Regions from separate parts of the Mus musculus genome. Here region 1 is linked to region 2. The links are chromatin contacts, called in public Hi-C maps. All regions are on one chromosome and are shown on one strand. Each heading gives the region's core, a stretch centred on a gene start, on an enhancer-like site or on the middle of the called end of the contact. The rest is flanking DNA. Distances are from core to core; before and after follow the strand shown.

What was found. Hi-C and Micro-C count contacts between places; a contact is called where the count stands out from the background.
Region 1: a Hi-C map of cerebellum shows a contact between it and region 2, with 1.5 times the contacts expected there. The contact joins two enhancer-like sites. A contact is called at or near these places in 1 of 484 Hi-C or Micro-C datasets (cerebellum) and 1 of 115 datasets of contacts at active chromatin or transcription factors (embryonic stem cells).

What each region holds. Positions count from the first base shown.
Region 1 is chr4:34,142,436-34,149,528 of GRCm38.p6, forward strand. No RefSeq gene overlaps it. Among named protein-coding and RNA genes, the nearest start is that of Gm25623, 60 kb to the left of the region's middle. Within about 2 kb of position 4,181, at least 5 of the 459 cell types and tissues checked have an H3K27ac peak or open chromatin away from gene starts, as enhancers often do. A contact at or near this core is called in cerebellum, where this site is marked.
Region 2 is chr4:33,520,917-33,528,266 of GRCm38.p6, forward strand. It overlaps Gm52726 (a long non-coding RNA gene), which reads left to right. Exons shown (of 3, transcript XR_003955376.1): 3 at 1-305. Among named protein-coding and RNA genes, the nearest start is that of Gm52726, 15 kb to the left of the region's middle. Within about 2 kb of position 3,910, at least 35 of the 459 cell types and tissues checked have an H3K27ac peak or open chromatin away from gene starts, as enhancers often do. A contact at or near this core is called in cerebellum, where this site is marked.

The sequences.
Region 1 (7,093 bases), core at 2,931-5,430, 620 kb after region 2:
CTCCTCCAGACTGGAGAGCCAGGCTACAACCAATCAACAGAGCTCCAGGGATGTGTGCGCTACTCACCTCTGGCAGCTCTCCTGGGCAGACCTGCAGTAGCAGGTGCATCCAACTAGTCATGCTGCACCTCTCTTTTATACTTTCAAAAATAAAAGCCCAAATGGGTTTCTGTAGTGTCTGTACCTGTTCACATTCAAGGGTGTTTTTTGTACTCTGTATTGTTGATGGCCAGCATTCCTCGTATGGTAAGACAGATCACAAAGAAATCTGCATCTCTCTGGTAGCTCAGGAATTGAATTCTTTTCCAAGTATTTCTTGACCATTTGTATTTCTTTGTAAGAAATAGTTTAGTTTTTTTCAACTGCTTGTTGGGTCTTTCGGGGGGCACAGATATTTGCACCCAACCAATGGGCAGAAGCTGCTGACCCCTGTTGTTAAATTAGGGGAGGCTGAAAGAGGCTGAAGGGAAGGGCGATCCTGTAGGAGGACCAGCAGTTTCAATTAATCTGGACCCCCAAGATCTCTCAAACACTGGACCACCAAACAGACAGCATACACCAGCTGATATGCGGCCCCAACACACATACAGTAGAGGACTTCCGGGTCTGTGTCCATTCATAGATGATGCACCTAACCCTCGAGTATGGGGGCCCCAGGGAGTTTGGAGATCAGGTGGGGTGGGGATGAGGGTAGCCATGTGGAGACATGGGGTGGGAAGGACGCGTGGAATGTGGAGCAGTTGGAGGGTGGATTGGAGGTGGAGTTTGGGAATAGAATATGGAGTGTAAAAAATAAATTAACTTATAAATAAAATAAAATAAAATAAAAAAGAAATAATTTAGTTTTTGTTTTGAAATGTATACATGTGTTCTTCATTATCATATCTAATCATATCTTCCTTTCCCTTTCCAATTCTCCCCATATTTCCTCATCATGTTCTTTCCCAAGTTCATGTCTTTTCTTATAACTCACTAACTTAAGTTGGTGTTACCCATATGTGCATGGTTATAGGGCCAACCACGAGAGCATGGGAAACCTACCAGGCACCATATTCTAATAGAGAATGGTCTTCCGTCCTCCAGGAACTATGTACTGCCAGTAACATCTCAGATGGGGGTGGAGACTAGGAAGCCCCTCATCCTTCCTTGCTGAATATTGACCAACTTAATCTTGTGTAGGTCTTGCATGGTAACCACAGATGCTGTGAGTTAATGATTATGGTAACCACGTTGTGCCCAGAAATAGCATTTGTGTTTCTTTTATTGAAAACTTCCTATTAGGTTCATTAGTCAATTTATTTTCAATTGAATAATTTTTTTTGTGTTTAAATTTTTTAGTTCCTTGTATATTCTAGATGTTAAGTCCTTGACAGAATGTGTAGTTGACAAAGATTTTTCTCCTGCTCTGTAGATTGTCTCTTGATTCTGTTACTTTCCTCCTCCTCCTCCTCCTCCTCCTCCTCCTCCTCCTCCTCCTCCTCTTCTTCTTCTTCTTCTTCTTCTTCTTCTTCTTTTTCTTCTTCTCTTTCTTCTTACCCTTCTTCCTCCTCCTCTTTAGTAAGTTTTGCTAGTTTATAGACTTTTCGAACAGGCATTGATATAAATGCTCAATTCTATTTGTTCTCCACTCATTTCTGTCCTATCCTCATCATATTTTTGGTATCAACTGCTTTCAGGTTTGACATGATCTATTTTCTAAGGATCTGAGTTGCATCCTTTTGTTATTTATTTGAGACCTTTTTGATTTTGCTTTGTGTTTTTTTTTTTTTATCTTGACTATAATATGTCAAGAACAAGTACTTCTCTTGGCATGCTTCATTGAGTAATGAAATCCCTCTTTTATTTGGATATCTATTTCTATAGACTTGGAGAAATTTCTTTTATAATTTAATTGAGTAAATTGTCTATACTTTGAATATTTACCCCAGTTCCTTCTTCTAGTCCATTGAATTTTAGGTTTGGTTTCTATGCTATCATGGAATTTTTGATACTGTGGTCATACTTGTTTATATATTTTTATACTTACTAATATTTGAATATAGCATTTTCTTGACTCCGTTTTCCATCCCTGACAATCTTTCTTCTTCATAGCTGAGTGTATTGCCAATGCTTTTGCTGTTCTTTGTGATTCATTGAAATATTCATTTTAAGAATGTCTATTTGTTTTTTGATTTATTTGCTGCTGGTTCTTTGTTATTTGCTTGCTGTTCTCTCTGGGTTCTGACTTCTGGCCCTCTATTTGAATTCACCTATTTTTTTCTACTCACTTTCAAGGGATTGATTATTTTTATAGGCAAATATTTAAAATTTTAATTTGTTTTATTGCTATTGGTTCTGTAGTTGAGCTGTGAGCTTTTGAAGAAAACATATTGCTTTCCTTTTTCATGTTTTTGTGACTTTGTGTTGCAATTTGGATGACCCTTCTGGTTTTATTTGGGAAATCATCTCATTGAGAAGGGTGCTTTTGAAGGCTGTATCCCCAATACCACACAGACAGAAGAAAACAAATTGCTGTAGCTGAACCAACATAAAATCAAAAAAGATGTAGTTATAAAATTGAAATTATTATAACCAATGACTGTTAAACCAAAAATGAGAAAATAAAGTTAAAGCAAACTGTGGAAATAATAAATTAATGTGGTAAATAGAAGAGGCAGAGAGAAAGAGACAGAGAGAGAGAAGTAGAGATGAAACAAGATTAAATAAAAGAAAGGAAAATGAAAGGGGGACGGATTTTAAGGAAAGGAAGAAGAAAGATGAAGAGTTAGAAAATTTTAAATGAAGCAAAAAGAAGATAAAGAGATTTATCAATAATAAAAAACACTCCAAAGCCAAAATTAGATAAATGTATAAATGAAAATTAAGAGCATGTGTAAGCATTTAAAAAGAAAACCAATAAGGTAAAGTAAATATTCCACCTAAAATGCAGCAGAAAAAGAAAAGGTAGAAGGTATATAATAAAGGAAAAAGGAAGAAAAAACAAGGAAAAGAAGACACATTTCCTACAATGAAAAGAAAATAAATCTAAAAGTTAAATGCGTGAAACCAAACAAAATTATAAATATGAAAATTTTAAATACAATGGATTATATGTATTGCTGGAACTGAGATGACAAGAGAGGACTGTCATAAGGGTTAAAAAAGAGCTATTAGAGTGTTTGTTTTCTTTATAAGTCCTTAATTTGGAGACTGCCAGACTGCCAGACTGCTGAGCTTGCACTCTTCCGCAAGGTTGTACTCATGCTGCCCTGAGCCCAGTGTTTATCAAAACCATCTTCACTCAAGCACCTTCTCCGTGCATCAGGGGCTTTTGGCCCCACTTAGCTATGCAGACTGAGCTTGATAAATTCCTTCCACCTTCTTGAGACACACCAAATCATACTCCTGGCATATGTTCTGCTTTTTGGCATCTCCCAAATATGTTGGATTATGGGAAGCAACCATAGTACGCAAATACTACCTAAGTCCTATAAGAGGACCTGTCTCTGTGGCTGTAAGATGCGAGTATCCTGCCTGACAGATGCAGCTGTGTATATCAAGCACCCTTTTATCATTGTGTTCTTAGGCTCTATAGTGGTGAATGGCAGCTGGATGACTTCAAAGGTTTATCACCTGTTGGTCACAGTACTAGTCCCTCAAACTCTAGGGTTACTAGTTGTTAGGGTATACCCTTGTCCAAAGCAGGGCTTTTCTTCCTTGTGCCATGAAGATGTACTCTTGATGCCTGCATCCTTTGACATGTGGTGGGATTTCTCTCCACCACAAGAATTACTGTTTCACCAGAAATCACAAACAGACTTGCGGTTAGTGAGGGCTGTGGGATTTTCCTGAGGGGTAGGACTATTTCTCATCTGATTTACATTTAGAAAAAGTTTCTACTTCTCCCCACTGCATTGCAAGCTGTATAGGTGGATCTGTGTTCAGTTTTGTTTTTGTGGGTTTTTTAGAACTTTTTCATTGCTTTAACAAAATGCCTGATGAAACAAAATTAAAGGAGGGTTTGTTCTGGTTTATTGTGGCGAGAAGACACAATGGCAGGAGTGGAGGGTGGCTGGGCACACTGGGTCCAAAGCCAAGAAATAGAAATGAGTATTAGGTCATTCCTTCTATTTATTCAGTCCAGGCCCCCAGCCCATGAGATGGTGCCAACCACATTCAGAGTATATTTTCCCTCCTTATTTAACCTTCCTGGAAACATCCCCTGTGGATATTCCCAGAGGTCTGTCTCCTAGGTAATGTAAGATCCAATCAGGTTGACATGCAGATTAACTGTCACAAGATGGGCCACCCATCTGTCTATGCTTGCCAGGTGACCTTCTGCTCTCCTTGTGGGTCTCTAATGCATTCTCTCTCTTTCTCTTGACTACACTTATTTTTTAGCCTGACTTTCTCCTCCACTGGATCAGTCAGCTACAACTTCCAGACTGCAATTGTACCTTTAAATGCCTGTCTTTTGAGTAAAGAATTTAATCAATTAAATTAGTAAGGCTTGCATAATTTTATAATGTGTTTTCCCACTACCTTGTAGATACTTTGTGGTTTCTTTTCTCTCTATCACTACTTTCCTCTGTGATAGTTCCCTTTGATGGAATGGTTTGCGTTCATTTCTTTTGACTTTGCAACTACCAGAAAATTTAGCTTCGTATACTATTCAGCTTACACAAAACATCTTATACTTACAGCAATCAGTGTTAAGTTAATAAGATCTTTCATCACATATGAAAACATTATACTGTCACTTCTCATGCTGTTGCCAATGTCAAAATTAATACAGTTTAATTATTTATATCTTGTAAGAATTTGTTGTAGCTGCTGTTGCTTATAATAGTTTTATCTTTAACTTGTATGCCAGAGACATCATTCTTTTGTTCTCTATGTTTGCAATATTGCATCATTCTGAGTGCAATCGCCCACTACTTACATTATTCGTGTTTTTATCTTCTTATGATTTATGTTAGTAATCGGCAGCCTTTTAATCAGATGAAGGAATTTCCTATAGTTGTATCTGTAAGGGAGACCCAGTTCTATTGAACTTCCTTAGCTTTCTCTGTCTGAGCAAGTTTTTATTTCTTCCTCTCTCATTTCTGAGAGCAAGCATTGGTAGGTGAAGTATTCCGTTTGTCAAAATACTCATTGTTTTCTTTTGACTGGCATTTTAATACAGACTTCCCACTTAGTAGCAGGGATGAAATCTGAGAAATGTGTCTTTACTCTGTCACTGCACAAACATCATGGAGTGTTCTTACACAAACGTTAGCCATAATGCTATTGGCAAAATAATCTCCTGGCACCAACCATGGTCATCTGTGTAGCTATGTGACATTGTGGCCCCAAGCTCTTCTGACCTGATGGATTCTCCTGATGAGAACCTGCTGACAGCTGTGTGAGGATTCCCTTGAACATAGGATGGTATTCTTACCTTTTCCTGTCTTGGGTAGTGGTATAAGCGATATCTTGGTGAGCTCCTTTTTATGTTGAATTTCACTGGCGACTGCTAAGCATCCTATTTCTGACCATCCTGTTTCCTAGACATGGGAAATTTCAACCACTTGTTTCCATGATGTGTCTTTCTGGAACTTTTCCTCTGTCCTGTCTTTTGTAAAGTCCCATTTTACAGAAGTTAGGTCGCTGGATGGCATCTCACAGCCTCTGAAAATGCACAGAGCCAGATGCTACACATCTGTGGATGTACAGCTGTCTTTGATCTTTGTTAGGACTTCAACAGAGCACTTAGGCATGGTGACTGGTATTCATATATATATATTGAAAGGCGATTTTGTAGCAGGTCCTATCATCTCTGAGTCTCTGTAGACTCTTACTGTGCTATGTAAGTGCTACAGGGCTGTGAGAAACCACACATCGTCTCTATAATGAGTGAAGGATGCCTTGAGTCTGCGAAGTGCTGAGAGTATGTATTGACCAGAGCTTCTCTCGTCAAGGATTAAATGGAAAAATAGCAAAGGCCTCTCCAGGCTGAGCTCTAGAAAATGGCAAGACTTCCCTCTTGGTCTGAATATGACTATTGATAACGTGTGCAGAAAATGTCCATTTTAGCTTTTTCCCTCCACCCATGTTTAAGGCCTGAAGACTGTTACCCTACAGAGAGACTGCTCCTACTAAGATGAACTGAACCTGTCTCCTTGATCTAGCTGTCTACCATAAAAACTGCCTCCCTGTTCATCTGTGTGTAATAACCCTACCTCTGTATTCAATTGCACATAATAAACACACTGGGCTTCCAGGGTGCTGTGACTTTATCATTAGAGATCCCAGACCACCCCATTCCAGCTTGTCTGTGTCCACGTGTCTGTAATTTTCATTCCTTTACCAGCCATTGTCAATGTCCCAAGTCGCAAGCCATATAAAAGCCACAGGAGAAATCTGTTCTTCTAGGCCATTGCACAATTTTGTCTTTCTTGTTGATGCCCTGTCCACTAACTACCTCCTGCCACATTCCAAACATTTCTGGTTACATTAGACATTGCTTCCCTGGCCTTAAGGACTAAGTTCTATCCTGTCTTGATTGCCTCGGCCCTTGCACATGAGCCTGTACTTACTTTTCATATTTTCTTTTCGTTTCTGATCATAGGTGCCTTGTTACTAGACAAGGTGTCTAGGACATATCTTGCAAATAAGGAGTTTCATCAAGTCTGCATCAGAGGACAGCCAAGTATGGCTCATGTACCAAATCCTACCTTCTGCCTGTTTTGGGAAACAGTTTTGTTGGCCCACAGCCATGTTCATTTATGTCTGGATGATCTGTGGCTGTCTTTTCACTACAATGATAACATTGAATAGTGGCAACAGATGTGATATAGCTTGCAAATTGTAAAATAATTAATATAAGGTGCATTTCTGAGGAAAGTTTGCCAATCACTGATCTAGAGGACAAACCAAAAATCAAGCAAAGCATAAAGGGTACTTATTTGATATAATTCCTTTCTCATAGCTTTTATGTATTTTTATTTTTGTGAATGAGTATTTTGCATATATTTGTGTGTGTGTATATACGTGTGTGTGTGTGGGGGGGTTAATTGAATGAAAGCCTAGTGCCCACAGAAGCAGAAAGAGGGTGCCAGGTCACCTGGGACTA
Region 2 (7,350 bases), core at 2,660-5,159:
GGAAGGATCACATTCGAAGTCCCAAATTAAAACTAGTTTGGTCTGATTGTCTTTGATTTTTATCCGGTGCATAAAATGGCTAGTTTCAGATGCAAAAACATAAAATAAATGGTCGTGCAGCTCTGAAGTCCCTTCTCCTTGGAGACACATCCCGTCAAGCTCTTTGCTGCTGCCGCCTGACGATTTCCATCTGCCACAGTGCTGATCTCTCTTTATTCTTTTCTATTTTCTGTCCTTCTGCTGCGCTTCCCCCAACTCTTACCAAAAAAAGAAAAGCATAGTGACTCTCCCTGTGTCTGTCTCCTCTGTCTGAGTCGTGCACAATTTTAGCATGGATGTCCCTTAACAGTAAGAATAGTTCCTTCACGAGATGACACTCGGAAATCTAGACACGCATATTTAAATGATAAGTTAGAAGCAAGAAAATGACGAAAGTTGTCATTTGTCTCTCCAGTAACAATTTCTTTGCAAATCCCAGCATTCAGACGTAGAATGTGAAGCCTAAGAGACTATCTCAGGCCTCTGGAGAGAGAATGCCTTCCACAAACAATCAAAGATCCTCCACCCTCCTCCACATCCTCCCCACTGCTGCCCCGTCCCTATCCTGTCATCATCTCGTCTTGAGACTACAGAAGAGACTAGTGGAAGACCTATGTTCCAGCATCCCTTGAGGGAGACAAGCAGGCTTCAGGCTCCAGTCAGGAGAGTGCAGGAGTGTGGATGGTTTGAGTGTATCCCAGGGATGGTTGGGGACACTGCAGAGGAGGAGGGTGACCGGGAGGAGACAATGAAAGCTAAGTGTAGCCACTAGTGACGTGTTGGAGGCATTCAAGGGGTTGGAGTCTCCAAGCCTTGGTACCCACTGTATGGAGTATGAGGAAAGGAGTCTGTAGAGTTGTTTTGTTCTGCCTTGTGGGCCCAAAGAGGGTGTGGGTGGTATGGATAAGGACTGGTCACAGGTGGATCTACAGTAATCGATGCCACTTGTTCCCACAAGAGTCTAGTTTTCCCCTTCTGGAAGCTGAGTGGAGTTACTGTGCTGTGTCTGATGAGCACAGTTCAACAGAAGGAACACAGCACGACCTTTCAGTATGTGCTCCCAGAAGATGACCTCGCCTTCTCTCCTGATCTTCTACACTGGTCTCTCCTGAGGCTCCTGCCTGAGTAGCTGAGGAACGCCATAGGTGGGTAACCTGTGGAGATCCCAAAGGGTAGCCTATGGGAGACTTCAAATGAGAGCAGAGAAGCTGGATCAATGTCAGGCCATGAAAACTATTAGGTGACTCTGCTGTGCTGGGCCACTATGTTTGGTGGCTTCTGATGCAGTAGTAGTGGGTGAGTGGGACACAGGGGAAGAGCCGGACCAGGTGGAAAGCACATAGCACACACAAAGAGCTCCCACAATGAAGGGAGCCAGAAGAGATTTGCCAAGGCAGGCTTATGGCAATGCGTATTAGACCTTGTGACAGCAAACAGGAAAGGCCATTCCAAGAGCAGGACACCAGGTGACAATGTTGCCAGGTTTGTTGTCTATATTGTTCAGGGAAGGTTCTGCATTGCCACGATCCTGGCTTCTGGGCTGCGGCTGGGCTTGGCCAATGGGAGACACTGGCAGTTAATGAGGTGGTAGAGATTCAGGCAGTTATGACCTTCACCTCGTTCCTTGGTCTTGTTTTCTGGTGTATCTTCACTTTCCTCGGTCTCTCATGTCACAGCTGCTGCCATGGGCTTTTTGAGCTCACTGAGAAACTAACTATGAAAGTCTGATGCCCTGCTCACCCACCCCAGACTTCAGACTCAAGCATGGATATGTAAAGTGCTCTCTCTCTCTCTCTCTCTCTCTCTCTCTTTCTCTCTCTCTAAGACCTTTCATCTGGGGATGGGCTGACCCCTGTGGCAGAAAGGAGAGAACAAGGAAACAGCCCAGGGAAACTTTCCCAACACCCAACAGAGGCTCCTCTTGTTTATCCCACGGTATGAAATTTTCTGAAGTGGGGAAGAGAAGGTAGAAGGAAGGTCACTCATTGAGAGAAAGTTTAGTCCAGAACTCCAGTAGACTGTCTCAGCTTCCCTAGTTAGTTTCTGCTGGATGTCATGCCCATACATTTGATGATGTTACCTCTGTCTGTTTGCTATTTGGTTTTCCTTGGAAGACTCACCTGAAGGGGTGCTGTTTTGCCCAGTGGAGCATGCCAATTGACTACCTTAGAGAGGTTTCTTTATCCATCTCTGCTGGATATTTTGAGTACTCAACTCAAACAAAACAAAACACAAAACAAAACAAAACACCCTGAGTGCTGTAGAGGATTTTCTGAGCTGTACAGAATGTGTGGGAAGGATCTGTATCCCTCTACCCAGCAGAGGAAAATTCAAAAGGCCCTTCTTGGATCTGTGAGAGCAGAGCCTTCGGCTCGGAGAGCTGACGGTGACGGGGAGGCCTCCTCAGTCTGTCCTCCAGCTGGTCGTATCCCATCTTCACCTGACAAGGACAGGGTGTGCCTCCTGCACTCCTGCACTGTACACAAAGGGACTCAGGTGCCACCGGAGGGCCACTAGGACTATGGATGGATGAAAGAGTAAAACAGAGGTCAGGGAGCTTCTAAAAGGTCACTTTACCCACTGTTCATACTGTCAGTTGGATTGGGAATTCAGTCCACCTCCCACCTAGCCCATACTACCCTGGCTAGGAGAACTCTCAAAGTGTTCATCTTGTTTCAAATTGGAGGCCAGGATGGGCTGTCTCTCCCTTGAGGCAGCTCTGCAGCCTCTTCCCTCTTCCTCGTCAATCTTCCAGGGTGGGGAACTCATGGAGGTGACTGCTGGAAGGGGTCCCCTAGTGAGGATAATGGCGACAGCTGGCCTGCAGATGCAATGTCTGGGGACTGGGGGGAGGAGAGTTGGGGGGGGGGGAGAGGTATGAGGAGGGGGAGGGCGGTCTTTCTAACTCCCATAGCTTACATTTCAGAAAGAAGTGAAGCGGCCACCCTGGGTGTGATGACTCAGATCTGGATCACTAGGACTTTGTCTAGCTCTGAGATCCAAGTGTGGGTGTGTGGGTGTATAAGTGTGTGTACACAAACACATGCTCACACATGTGCACACAACTCCCTGGAGAACTATCAGAATGGTGGGAATGATCTTCTATCCCATCTCATGCATTTCAGCCTGAAATATGAGCAGAATAGTCTAGAAATCTCTTCTGATTTCCCCAAACCAGCAGGTACGACAAGGTGACAAGAAGAAAGGTTTGGTACCATAGAATCTGGCAAGTTAAAGTTGGCGAGTGTTGGGGCTGGCGAGGTGGCTTGGTGGTTAAGAGCACTGATTGATCTTCCAGAGGACTGGGGTTCGATTCCCAGCGTCAACATGGCAAGTGCCTGGGATCTGACACCCCCTACTCCCAAGAATGTAGACAAAAACACCAATGCACATAAAATAAAATTAAATAAATTATTTTTTAAAATGTGGAGACTGTTGTACCTCTCCCAGGAGAGTCTTTTCTGGACTCAGTGGCTCTTCTCCTCCAGAAGGAACTGGCTGATTTCACCATCCAGCTTAGAGCACGTTCCTTATGACACGTGCCAGTGATGGATTGGTCACTGAAGATAGTCTAGTCCCCAAAGAAGAGCTTGCTCTAAGCCACGTGCACCCTGAGTCCTGCAGTCTAGTTTCTTTGGTGTGAGTCCCAGAACCAATGACCTCAGGCTCAGGGCCAGAAAATATGTGTTGGCGCCCATCCATCTCCTGCCCACTGCCAGGCTGGGGCTCTTGGCTCTGCTGCCTGACAGCTGGGAAGGGAGGGGCTTAGCTTGGCATTCATTCTTAACACTGGTGTTCCCATCGCTGCTGGGGTTCACTGGGAGAGAGACTAAGTGCCAGCACAACAGATTTGTTTCCTTTTCCTTCTGATGACTCATTTTTTACCTAGAGAATAGGGCAGGGGTAACGGGTTGGTCTTGGCTTTGGCGTAGACTAGCTCCATGCCTTGGTGCATGGCCAGGGGCCTTTTCCAATGAAGTCTCTTCCTTTTCCAGGAGAGGCCATATTCTTGTATGAGCCAAAGGAGAGGCACAGATGTCAGCGTGGGTGAGAGAGCTCCAAGTCCAGCTCATTACGTCTACATCTACCATTCAGGGCCAGAGCTGTGGGGGAGGCTGGGCTTTCCTACCGGACACTGATGCTAGCAAGGCTGAAAGTTTCCCTTGTGGACTGGGCTTCGAGGCACCATGGAGCAGTGTACTCCACTGCCTTGCCGTTCATCTCCTTGTCCAACCACACATCCATCTATCATCTATCCATTTGTCCACCCACCTATCTACCCATCCTCCCACTCATTCATCCATCTACCAGTTCATTCATCTACCCAGCTATCTTACCACTCAAGCATTTACCCATCCATCTTCTCCATCATTTAGTGACTCTTCAGGAGCCTCATCTTGGCAACATGGCTCAGAGGTCAAGGGTAATGTCTTAGTGAGGGTTTCTATTGCTGTGAAGAGACACCATGACCGCTGCAACTCTTATAAAGGAAAACATTTCATTGGGGCTGGCTTACAGTTCAGAGGTTTAGTCTGTTATCATCGCTGCAGGAAGCATGCGGGCAAACATGGTGCTGGGGAGGTAGCTGAGAGTTCTACATCTGGATTGGCAGAGGGAAAAGAGAGTAACAGTAGGCCTGGCTTGAGCATCTGAAACTTCAAAATCCACCTACAGTGACATATCCTCCAACAAGGCCGCACCTCCTAATAGTACCACTCCCTGTTGGCCTATAGAAGCTATCTTCATTCAAACCACCACTGGTAGCTTCCACGTGCTTGATTTAATGGTTCTGAAGTATTTGTGTGGCTCCATTAGTGGGGAGTGGCATTGAGGCAGAGGGAGTGGGTGACGAGGCCTGTCTCACCTTGAAAGGCTATAGTGTTGGTCAGTCCCACAGGACACCTGTTTGCATTTGATAGGAACATGTCTTGATAGGAACATGACTTCATGGGGAGCTGCAGAGACAGCAGAATCACAGGGATACCTCCTGGAGCTGGGTTTTGGTAAACAAACAAACAAACAAACAGCAAAACAAAACAAAAGAATAACCAATAGTATCTGGAGGTAAAGTCTTTACCTCTCAGGGTGCAGTTATCAAACACCACACAACAAAATCATTTCATGCTATATCCTTGGCAGATGTGTGTGCCTGTATTTTCAAAACCCAGTGCTTATTCCAGCTGTGTTCCTCAGAAACACAATCCAAGCCCACAGAGAATGAAAACGAGAACGCCCATAGGACAGAATGCGAGGTGCTCCGAGCTCCCCCTGGAGTTAGAGAGAAAGCTAGCTCACATCTTTTGTTCCGACCCTGCATTCCTCTGGAAGGGCTGTTTCTTCAGGGCTTTTCAGGAGGCAAGGGTGAAGGGCGGGCATGTATGTGACCTCCGGGCCTGGCTTGAAGCTGACAGCTGCCTGAGTCAAGGGAGGTCCCTGCCAGTGCTCCTTGATTCCAGTGCTCTGGGCAAGACCTGAGAATGGCCTCTCACACTCCTGAAAAAACAAAACAAAACAAAACAAAAAAACCTTTGCCTGCCTCCTCAGTTCTGTTTCCTGAGCAGCCTGGCAATGTGTTGTCTCAAACAACAAAACAGTACAAATGGCAGTTTAGTCTCAAAGGAAATACCTCGCCTAAGGAAGAGTCTCACCATGCCAATTGTGGGACGATCGTTTTCCACACCAAAAACACACAGAGAAATGTTGGCTGTCAAGACACAGCAGCAGCAGAAATGCAAATTTCACTTAACACCAAGAGAGCCGAGAAACCGTGCTCTGTGAGGGTGGCAAGCCAAGGGTGCTCAGCTCCGTTCCCTCTGCAGGCTTTGGCACCGCAGCTTAGGAAAAGAGACTCGTGCTTCTCAGCAGAGGGCATCCCCAGCACTGCCTAGCAGGTGGCATTCCTGATGCTCACAATCGCTGGGCCCCTTTGCCAGGCTTCCCCAGCAGGTTAATGCCGAAGTGATGATTAGATGTGGGTGACAGACTGAAGTTCACACCCCTCACGGCCTTCCTTACAAATCCACAGGGACCCGGGGCTTGCTTCCACCCACAGAGCTTTCTGCTTTGCTTGCTGCTACTGCCTGAAGTGGGCTGCTGGATCCCATTTGTATTCCAATTCCAAGCCAAGCTGGCCTTGCTTAGTAGAGAGTTAGAAAGTGCAGGTGCGGTTTGTAACAATGACATAGCCTCTCTCTAGCGAAGGTGTGGTCCCGCCACACGTGAACCGAGCTGGAGCTTGCCCTTCAACGAAAAATATCTCATTACTCAGCCTCTTACTGACATTTCATTTGCAAGTGGAATACTGCAAATGTCTCTCACATGACCTCCTCTGAGTGTGGGGAGACTCCTGGTTGCTCATTGCTTTGACTGGCCACTCCCCAAACGCACCAGTGCTAGTATCTAATGAATTAGCTTCCTGACAGAAAAGAAGCAACTTTCCTCTCATGTGACATGAAAATAATAAATAAAACCAAAACTGATCAACTTTCTATGTTTAGTACAGAGATGCTGTCTGGATACCCAAAGTGTAGCCTAAGACACAGACCTTCTGTCTGACAGGGAAGCAGTCAAATTCCAGTTGTAGCATCAGGGAGCTTCGGTTGGCATGGATAAGTTTACTCTGACACTCCATTTTCTGGTGGATACTTGAAAAACAGGACTTAGAATCCCAGACAAATGGAATAAGGACACCCCACTACTTCTGCTAGTTACAATGGAAAATCCTGGACAAAATACGTAAAAAGCTAACTACCAGAAAACTCTGTATTATAGAGAAAAGACAGTGGGCAGACATAGAGGGGTGTGTGTGTGTGTGTGTGTGTGTGTGTGTGTGTGTGAGAGAGAGAGAGAGAGAGAGAGAGAGAGAGAGAGAGAGAGAGAGAGAGAAAGACTCCTGTTTATGATACTAGCTTGTGCACTAAAGCCCAGAATGTGGAAATGTCAATGGGCTCACTTCCTAAACATGACTTCTCTAGCTGAAGCCCTGGGACAGGGAGGTCATGCAGGACACAGCTCTCTGCAGCTCCTACCATATACCAAGAAAGCACTGAGCCACGCCCTTTTCCCTGGTGTCCTGGTGGTGGATGTGACTCAAGGGTCTGGGTTACTCTTTCCTCAACTGCAATGGTAGGCCATAAATGATAACTGGAGTGACTTAGAACCATCTGGGAAGAGAGGCTTAATGAGGAATTACGTGGATCAGACTGGCCTTGTTGGTTGGTTGCCTATGTAGGAAGACTCAGGCCCCCTGTGTGGCACTACTTAATAGTAAATAGAGCCTTTCTTCATGTAAGTGTCAGAAGAGGGTCAGTG